Linked DNA regions of Zea mays: region 2 is linked to region 1. Evidence: chromatin contacts called from public Hi-C data. All regions are on one chromosome and are shown on one strand. The core of a region is the stretch at or near the end of the contact, and the rest is flanking DNA. Distances in the headings are between cores, read along the strand shown.

Region 1 (4,105 bases), core at 935-3,434:
GCATCATGGATCTTGTCTTCGGGCTCTTGCATGTGTCTGAAGGCCTTAGCGAATATGATATCAGCTGCACTGCCTGTATCAACCAAAACATTATGGACTAGAAATCCTTTGATCACACAAAAGATAACCATAACATCATTGTGTGGGTAATCCTTGAGCTGAAGATCCTCTTGAGAAAAAGTAATTGGAATGTGAGACCATCTTGATTTGATGAAGGGTCCTTGTACCCCTACATGTTGTACTCTTCTCTGTGCCTCCTTCTTCTGTTTCTTGTTGGCCGGTTCTGAGCATGAACCGCCTGTTATCGGGAGAACCAGCTTCGGAGCCGAAGCAGTTCCAGCTTGATTCTTGATCGAAGCCATCAGCTCAAAAAAGTGGAAGTGAGTTCACCGGAGGTGGGCGCCAATGTTGGGGACTTGTTCTCAAATACTATGAATCAAGAACAAGGCAACATAGAAATTGTTAAATGTTATAGTCCTTCGTCCTTCGAAGCATTATCTCCCTCAGGATATAATGGGTTCCAGACGAAGGTTATGAAGGTTATACCTTCATAAACACGACAAATAATGAGGAAGGATAAAAAATATGTAAAATAATTTAAACACATGATTATTATTATTAACTTATTTCTATTCCATTATTGTAAAAATGATAACAAATTACAAATGTACCTTCGGCTTGAAGGAAAGCAAAAATACCAGCGTGAAGCAAAAACAAATGCCCAATGCGTGATTACAGAAAAGCACGTGAACAGTACAGGGGTGCTGTTCACCTATTTATAGGCACAGTTCACAGCCTGTATATAATTACATTTATACCCTTTACAATGAACTACAATAATGACACAGAATATTATGGGTCTTCAAGTCATTTCATCTTTAAGTCGGTTCACCCCTTCGTCTTGAGACATATCACTGTGCCGAAGCTTTACAGTCGCTAGCTTCGGCGCTGCTTTGGAGAGGATTTGCCGAAGGTGTTCATTTCTTTAGGATCTTCGGCTACGAAGCATACCCCCAACAGGGCGCCTGAGCACAACGAGGAGGCAGATGCCGATGGCGCTAGCGACGATGATTATATGGGGACCGTGGTTGTTAGGGTTTAACCGAATGGATTGCGATCGGGGCGGATAAATCACATGGGGTTGTTAGGTTTTGTCGAGTGGATAGGATCCCGGATCGTTGGGAGGACGTGTGCAGGTGCAGGTGGGGGCATGGCCGGGAGGGAGTGGATGCGAGAAATGGGAGGTGTGGGGGCGGCGGTCCGAGGAGAAGGGGTTGGAGCGGATTTTGCGAGCACGGGGAGGCAGGCGCGGACGCATGCGTGTGCGCGGAGAGGGAGCGAGGGATGGTAGTGCGTCTAGTGTCGTGGCCTACATTATTAATTTAATAGATAGTACATATTATATTGGGTCCTCCTACTTATTATCTACATATCTATGTGACTATGTGTTCCAAACTAAAAAGCTAGATATAACGATCTAGATATATTCGGAGCGAGTGGATCCGAATTCATGCTTAACGACATTGCTCCACCTTGGCCTAGGCAAACAATCAGTTCTACCTTGTAGTGGCACGAATACACGTATGTGATGATACTGTATTTGTACACGATCACAGTGGAAACTCAACTGTTCGGCTGTTTGACAGCATATGTGCAGCTGTGACCTTAAGGATCCACACATTCCATTCCATGACATTCCTTAAAAAAAACCCCCCATCCTACGACATTCATTCATTCCCGTCCGTCCTTCGGGCAGTCCTCCACTCCTCCTCCAGCGGCATTGCGGCAGCCAACCAATCCCCAGCTGTCGCGCGTTGCCGCAGTCCCTGCCACTCGGCCCCACACGCCCTCTCCAGAGTCCAGCTGTGCGGCCGACCACGAGAGCGAGGTCTCGACATGGACTCCCCCACGTACATCGCTGTCCTGTGGTCCCCGTCCACCCCACCGCTAATCCCATTCCCCACCTGGCCTCCCCCACGCGAAAACTAACAGCCAAAACCAAGGACAGATCAACTCCAACCTCGCAAGCGAATCCAAAATTACCCAGCAAAATCCCGGGGTTTATCACTCAATCACCGATCGCTAAACCCCGGCACCACGCAAGCAAGGTGGTAACACGCCGATCCAATCCGCACGGCATTGCCTCGTGTGCGCGTCCCCCCACCCCACCCCACCCCGTCGCCGTCTCGTCGGTGCCGCGTCCCTTTTCCCCTCCCCCCTCCGTCGCCGCCTCGAGCGAGCTCCACCACTTGCTCCTGCGCGAGGTGAACACTGGGTTAGGGCCACTGCCACCGCTGGGCTGCCTCTGCTTCTGCCTCTCCCGCCAGCGCGCGAGCCCGGGGGCGATTCGGCGCCGGCACGCGGGAGGGGAAGCCGAGGAATGCGGTGAGTCGGCGGGGGTCCGGCGTTTGTGAACTCGTGGAGGGCTCGGATTGGTGCGCCATGGACGGCGGCGACGCCACGGTGAGTGGCACGCATTTCGGGGGACGGGGGTTGGGGGAATTATAGGGAGTAGCAGGAGGGTTTTCTCCCGCGGTTTGTTCGTTACTGAAGGTGTTTTCGTGTGTGTGCCTTTTGGGTTTGGTTTATCTGCGCGCGTGCGAAGAATTCGGGGAAGCATGTGGCCGGGCAGGTGTGCCAGATCTGCGGCGACGGCGTGGGCACCGCGGCGGACGGCGACCTCTTCACCGCCTGCGACGTCTGCGGCTTCCCCGTGTGCCGCCCATGCTACGAGTACGAGCGCAAGGACGGCACCCAGGCGTGCCCGCAGTGCAAGACTAAGTACAAGCGCCACAAAGGTATGGCCAACCGCCGCCATTTCCACCGATTTCCATGTACTCCAGGTTGAGTGCAGCAGGCTAGGCTGCAACAGCCACTGAAATCAAGCAGGTAGTTGTGTTTTAATCGCTAGGAACAGGTAATAGTTCAGTGTTTGGCAAATTTATTCAGATTCTCACCGTAAGCTAGCTCTCTCAGTGAACTGTACTCGAATTGTAGTTTCGAGTCACATTGCCGCCAAGAGCCACAAGAGTGGAATTCTTTGGCTTCAACCGAGGCTGAATCTTATTCTTTACTCAATCGTGTTCTGTTGTTCAGGGAGCCCACCAGTACACGGTGAGGAAAATGAGGATGTGGATGCTGACGATGTGAGTGACTACAACTACCAAGCATCTGGCAACCAGGATCAGAAGCAAAAGATTGCTGAGAGAATGCTCACCTGGCGGACAAACTCACGTGGCAGTGATATTGGCCTGGCTAAGTATGACAGCGGTGAAATTGGGCATGGGAAGTATGACAGTGGTGAGATCCCTCGTGGATATATCCCGTCACTAACTCATAGCCAGGTTGGAGTTGAAACTTTAGACTTTTAAGGCGATTGTGTTAAATATAGTTCAGAAGACATAACTAATATTCAGTTCCTTCATATGAATCGTATTTACAGATCTCAGGAGAGATTCCTGGAGCTTCCCCTGATCATATGATGTCTCCTGTTGGGAACATTGGCAGGCGTGGACATCAATTTCCTTATGTAAATCATTCTCGTAGGTGTCTCGATCATCAATATCTCATGTTTTGTTGGTTACTGTTGCATCTGCTATGATCTAATCTCTGCGGCCTGGTTCTTATCAGCAAACCCATCGAGGGAGTTCTCCGGTAGCCTTGGCAATGTTGCATGGAAAGAGAGGGTGGATGGATGGAAAATGAAGGATAAAGGTGCAATTCCTATGACCAATGGAACAAGCATTGCTCCATCAGAAGGGCGTGGAGTTGCTGATATTGATGCTTCTACTGATTATAACATGGAAGATGCCTTACTGTAAGTTCACAATTCACATATGCTTGTGCGTACCTTTCGCGAGCTCCAAATGTACCAATAATTAATGTTTCCTCCTTTATATGTACTAGCACTGTTAACAGTAGTTTGCACTTTGGCGTGTTCAGAAATCTAAGACAGTTTGTCAAATCATGCCTTTTGAACAAAATTTATGCAGATGACTGATGTCAGTGGAAATACTTGTACGTTATATTATATATATGAATGCAGATGTCGGTTATCGCTATCAAACATGTAAATGCTGACTTTCATGGCACTTTTAGCAATAAC
Region 2 (3,980 bases), core at 1,444-3,943, 220 kb before region 1:
GTGTGGAAATAGATCCTGGCACACATATGCGATGCACCCGGCTCTGCCCTTGGAAACGGGTGTGACAGTGTTCCGCTGAGAACATGTATCCCATTGCCCTTGAGCTCAAAACTAAATACCCTAGTATAGGGAATCAATTTCGGGTGTCTTAAGACATCCTCACATGTGCCGAAGAGTAACCATCCAAAGATAATGATAAAAGATCTCTTGTCATTGAGAGGTTTGAGACCTTTGAATCATATATGAACAGTGGTCAAAACCTTTTGATTATGTCTGCATCAATGATACACTACCCCTAGCGAGCTATAACAAACCCATTCATGGTAATTATGCTCAAATACTTAGCGGGTGTTTGGCATGGCTATAGGTTCCAGCTTCAACGTGGAGCTATAGTTTATAATATAAATCTAAATAGTTATAGATTTTTAATCTAGACAATAAATAAAATAATTTGTCCAAATGTCTTATAAAGGTTTGTAAATGTAACTTTATGATTTTCTAGAACACATAATAACCTGTTCACCAATTCATCCACTAAAATTTCTGGAGCTCGAGTAGTTCCAAACAGGGCCTTAGACCCTTAGTCATCTATTTTGGTGTGTAATAATATCCACGATCATTGAGCACTCACGCATAGTCCGAATAAGTGAAATGTTTACCGTCTTATCAGAAGGGTGTTTCTTCTTGTTGTTTTTTTTGTGGCTCAAATAGGTGTGGGACCAGGACAATAGGCCAAGACGCCCAATTATGCGCGATGTTTAGAGCTGTCCAGGTCGCCACACCATGTTTGATTCTGAAATCTCAAGCGTCATGTCCCCTAAAATACAAGCAGCTGATGTGGATGCGTGGTTGTGGTTGCTATATATTAATATATATAACAGTACATTATACATGCATGGGTGTTACGTACTACTTACGTGAAGGAAATGACAAATACACTGACGTACTCACTGAGCACAGCAGCAAAACGACGAACTGCATGCAGGTCTCTAGTTCCACAGTGACCAGGAACTCCACGAGCGCAAAGACGACGCGAGCTCGTGATCTAAGAGGAACTCCAACAGCTGCCCAACCTTGCCCTCCTCCTTCGAGGTGCACGGCTGCGGAACGACCTTTCCGGACTTTCTCCACTTGGCATTCTGGCAGGTGCTCTCCGCGTGTCCCTTCCCGCCCTGCATTTTGAGGTCAATGTTCTGCAGGACGATGCCCCGGCACGGGACGTCCCTGCTGCAGCTCATCCTGATGGCGTCCCTGGTGACGGTCGTCCCCCGGATGTTCCTGAAGACGACGTCGCTGATCTGCACCGCCGACCTCTGCTCCCGGCACGGCGGCTCAGCCTCGGCCCTGTCGCAGTAGCTCTGGTCGATGACGATCGGGTTCCTGACGCCGTGCATGGCCATGTTCTGGAACGTGATGTCCCTGGCGTACCCGCTGCCTCCCTGGTACGTCTTGATCCGGGCCCCGTTGGTGGTGCCGTGTAGCTGCACTGAGTCTATGGTGATGCCGGAGACCTCCGCTCGCGAGTCGTCGTCTCCTAGGCTCCCGACGCTGATCCCGTGCCCGGGGCCACAGACGACGCCGGAGACGTGGAGGCCGTGCGTCCCGTCCTCGATCGACATGCAGTCGTCTCCTGCGAAATTGAGCAGGGAAAAGTTTGAATTGAAGGCATAGTAGTGGTGTCCATGGCTTGGCGTACGTGTTGGCTGCTACTACTACTACGTACCTGTCTTGATCTTGCAGTTCGTGACGCGCACATCTTTGCTGCGCGTGATGTGGATGCCGTCGGTGTTAGGGCTCGTGCCGGGTGCTGTGATGGACAGCCTTGACACCTGCACGCTGGCGCAGTCCTCGATCGACATGTGGATCTGCTGGCTGTTCATCATCTTGAGATTCTCCACCCTTAGATTGGTGCAGTAGTGGAACGACAGAGCCGTTGGAGCCGCCTTGCAGGGCTATAGAGAAAGAGAGAAGAAGCCAGTTCAGTTAGGAGGTCACACATGACACACACACTTCGTTTTTAGAACCGGTCGGCGCCACAGCTTTATACTACCAGAGCCTTGTTGATCTTGCACGAGTGCGGCCACCAGCTGTGTCCGTTGCCGTCGATGGAGCCACGGCCGTGGACAGTGAGCCTGTCGACGCTCCGGAACACGATCCAGTGCCTCCGGTCGCTGTCGCTCCAGTCCGCCCTGTTGGGCGACGCCACCAGGGTGCCCTTCACGGTGACCGCGACGCGGGACCTGCACGGGCCACGCAGGACGACGAGCTTGAGCAGGTAGCGCCTGCCGCCGGGGACGAGCAGGACGGCCGGCCGCGGCGAGGCGCACGCCGCCTCCCACGCCCTGGCGAGCGCGCCCGTGTCGTCGTGCCTGCCGTCGCCGCGGGCGCCGTAGCGGTCGAGGCTGAACACGCTCTGGTGAGACGACGACGGCCACGTCAGGGACCCGCTGCACGTGTAGCTCGCACCGTCGGCTGCGGTGCCGTTGCTCGCGCTTACTACTACGGCCTCGAGAGCGCCGGACGAGAGGTGGAGGAGGAGGAGGAGGAGCGCGAGGAGGGGCAGGGCCGCCGTGGACGCGAGCATTGTCGGCTTCATGCTGGACGCCATGGGCAGCGCCAAGCACCGATGGACAGGCCTCAACTCTGAAGTGAATCGCGTCGTCAGCACGGAACTGAAGTCGGAGGCGATCGTGCTCGCGGCTTCAGCTTTAAATTCTGGTCGCGGGGGACCTGAGCCGACGCAGTTTTGGTTTTTGCCCAGCTTGGTGTCGGGATCGTGACGCGCGCGCCGGGACGAACTAGGGATTCTATTCTGTCTGGGGGTTGCGTTGCCGTTGAAGGATCACGCACACGCGGAGGGCAGAGGTTAGGCTGGCCTGGAGCGTGCCTGCAGCATGCAGCCATGCTTGCGGACGGAAGGGAACCCGTGGATAAGATTCTTGCTTCAGGTATTGCGCCAGAGGGATAAAAATGAGTACCGTGACAGAACCTGAATCTGAGCCTCCTGCTGGATCCTCGTGACAAAATTTCTCGAATTCTGCATCTCGCCACCAAACAGTTGGCACATGTACCTTGGTGCAGGTCAAGTAGCCCCATTCTTTGGTGTGCCCTGTGCTAGATGAGCCGAGCCCATCATGTTAGCAGGGAGAGAGGCCCAATCATAGCCCAGCTTGAATTTGTCTTCCTTAGCCCAGATTTGCACGGGCCTGCCCTACTGCATTTTCGGAGGTCCTTTTTCCCCCAGTTCCGTTAAGCCTATCTATGCTGCGACTTTTTGCTGGAAGTAAAATTGTAGTAGGGGGCCCGCAGCCGCAGTGTCCAGTCCTTTCTCGTAGGCTCTGCACCGCTGGTGGCCTGTGGCTCTGGTTGCCCTTTCGGTCTTTATCTGTTCAAAAAGGAAAAAGAAAAGAAAAAAGAAAACCGATATCAGTTAATTTGCTGTGTTTTGAGCAGCGAGTTGTTCAGTGAGTTTCTATTTTGTATAGTAATAATATGACCCAGTATGGGGGAATTCGCATCCGAATCTGTAGTCCGTATAGGCGTGTCTGCTGGAGACGGTTCTGGACCTCTAGGCTCTAGCAAGAGAGACAAGATGAGTACTCATCGGAGCAGGGAGACCCAAAGAGACAGGAGTCTGATGGCGGCCGTCCAGCCGACGGTGCGCGTGGGCGTGGCAGCAGATGGCCGTCCAGCAGATCGATCGGATCGGCGGTGAACAACGAAGCACAGCCACGATGGCTGTCACGATGATGACGAGGTACAGTGCGTGTCTGCCGATCAGCATCGAGGTCATTATCGGTTGTTTTCACCATCCGCAGTTAAGGCTTGTGTGATAACGTACACAGTACCACTGTCCCGCCGACGGGGGCACCGGCACCCATCCGTCTCAGTCAGGAGGGAAAGACTCAGTGCCCATGACAACATACAAAATCATATTGTGCCCCTTCAAATTACATGAAATCCCAACAAAAAAAATTTAT

What was found. Hi-C and Micro-C count contacts between places; a contact is called where the count stands out from the background.
Region 2: a Hi-C map of bundle sheath shows a contact between it and region 1, with 2.1 times the contacts expected there. The contact joins the promoter of LOC103644219 here to the promoter of LOC541803 in region 1. A contact is called at or near these places in 7 of 25 Hi-C or Micro-C datasets (bundle sheath, ear, endosperm and 2 more).

The regions. Positions count from the first base shown.
Region 1 is chr1:297,614,851-297,618,955 of Zm-B73-REFERENCE-NAM-5.0, reverse strand. LOC541803 (cellulose synthase 5) reads left to right here and starts at 2,184. Exons shown (of 14, transcript NM_001111485.2): 1 at 2,184-2,463; 2 at 2,606-2,798; 3 at 3,097-3,344; 4 at 3,443-3,542; 5 at 3,631-3,817. The coding sequence starts at 2,443.
Region 2 is chr1:297,832,298-297,836,277 of Zm-B73-REFERENCE-NAM-5.0, reverse strand. LOC103644219 (polygalacturonase ADPG2) reads right to left here and starts at 2,693. Exons shown (of 3, transcript XM_008667417.2): 1 at 2,051-2,693; 2 at 1,724-1,952; 3 at 834-1,630. The coding sequence starts at 2,608. The coding sequence ends at 990.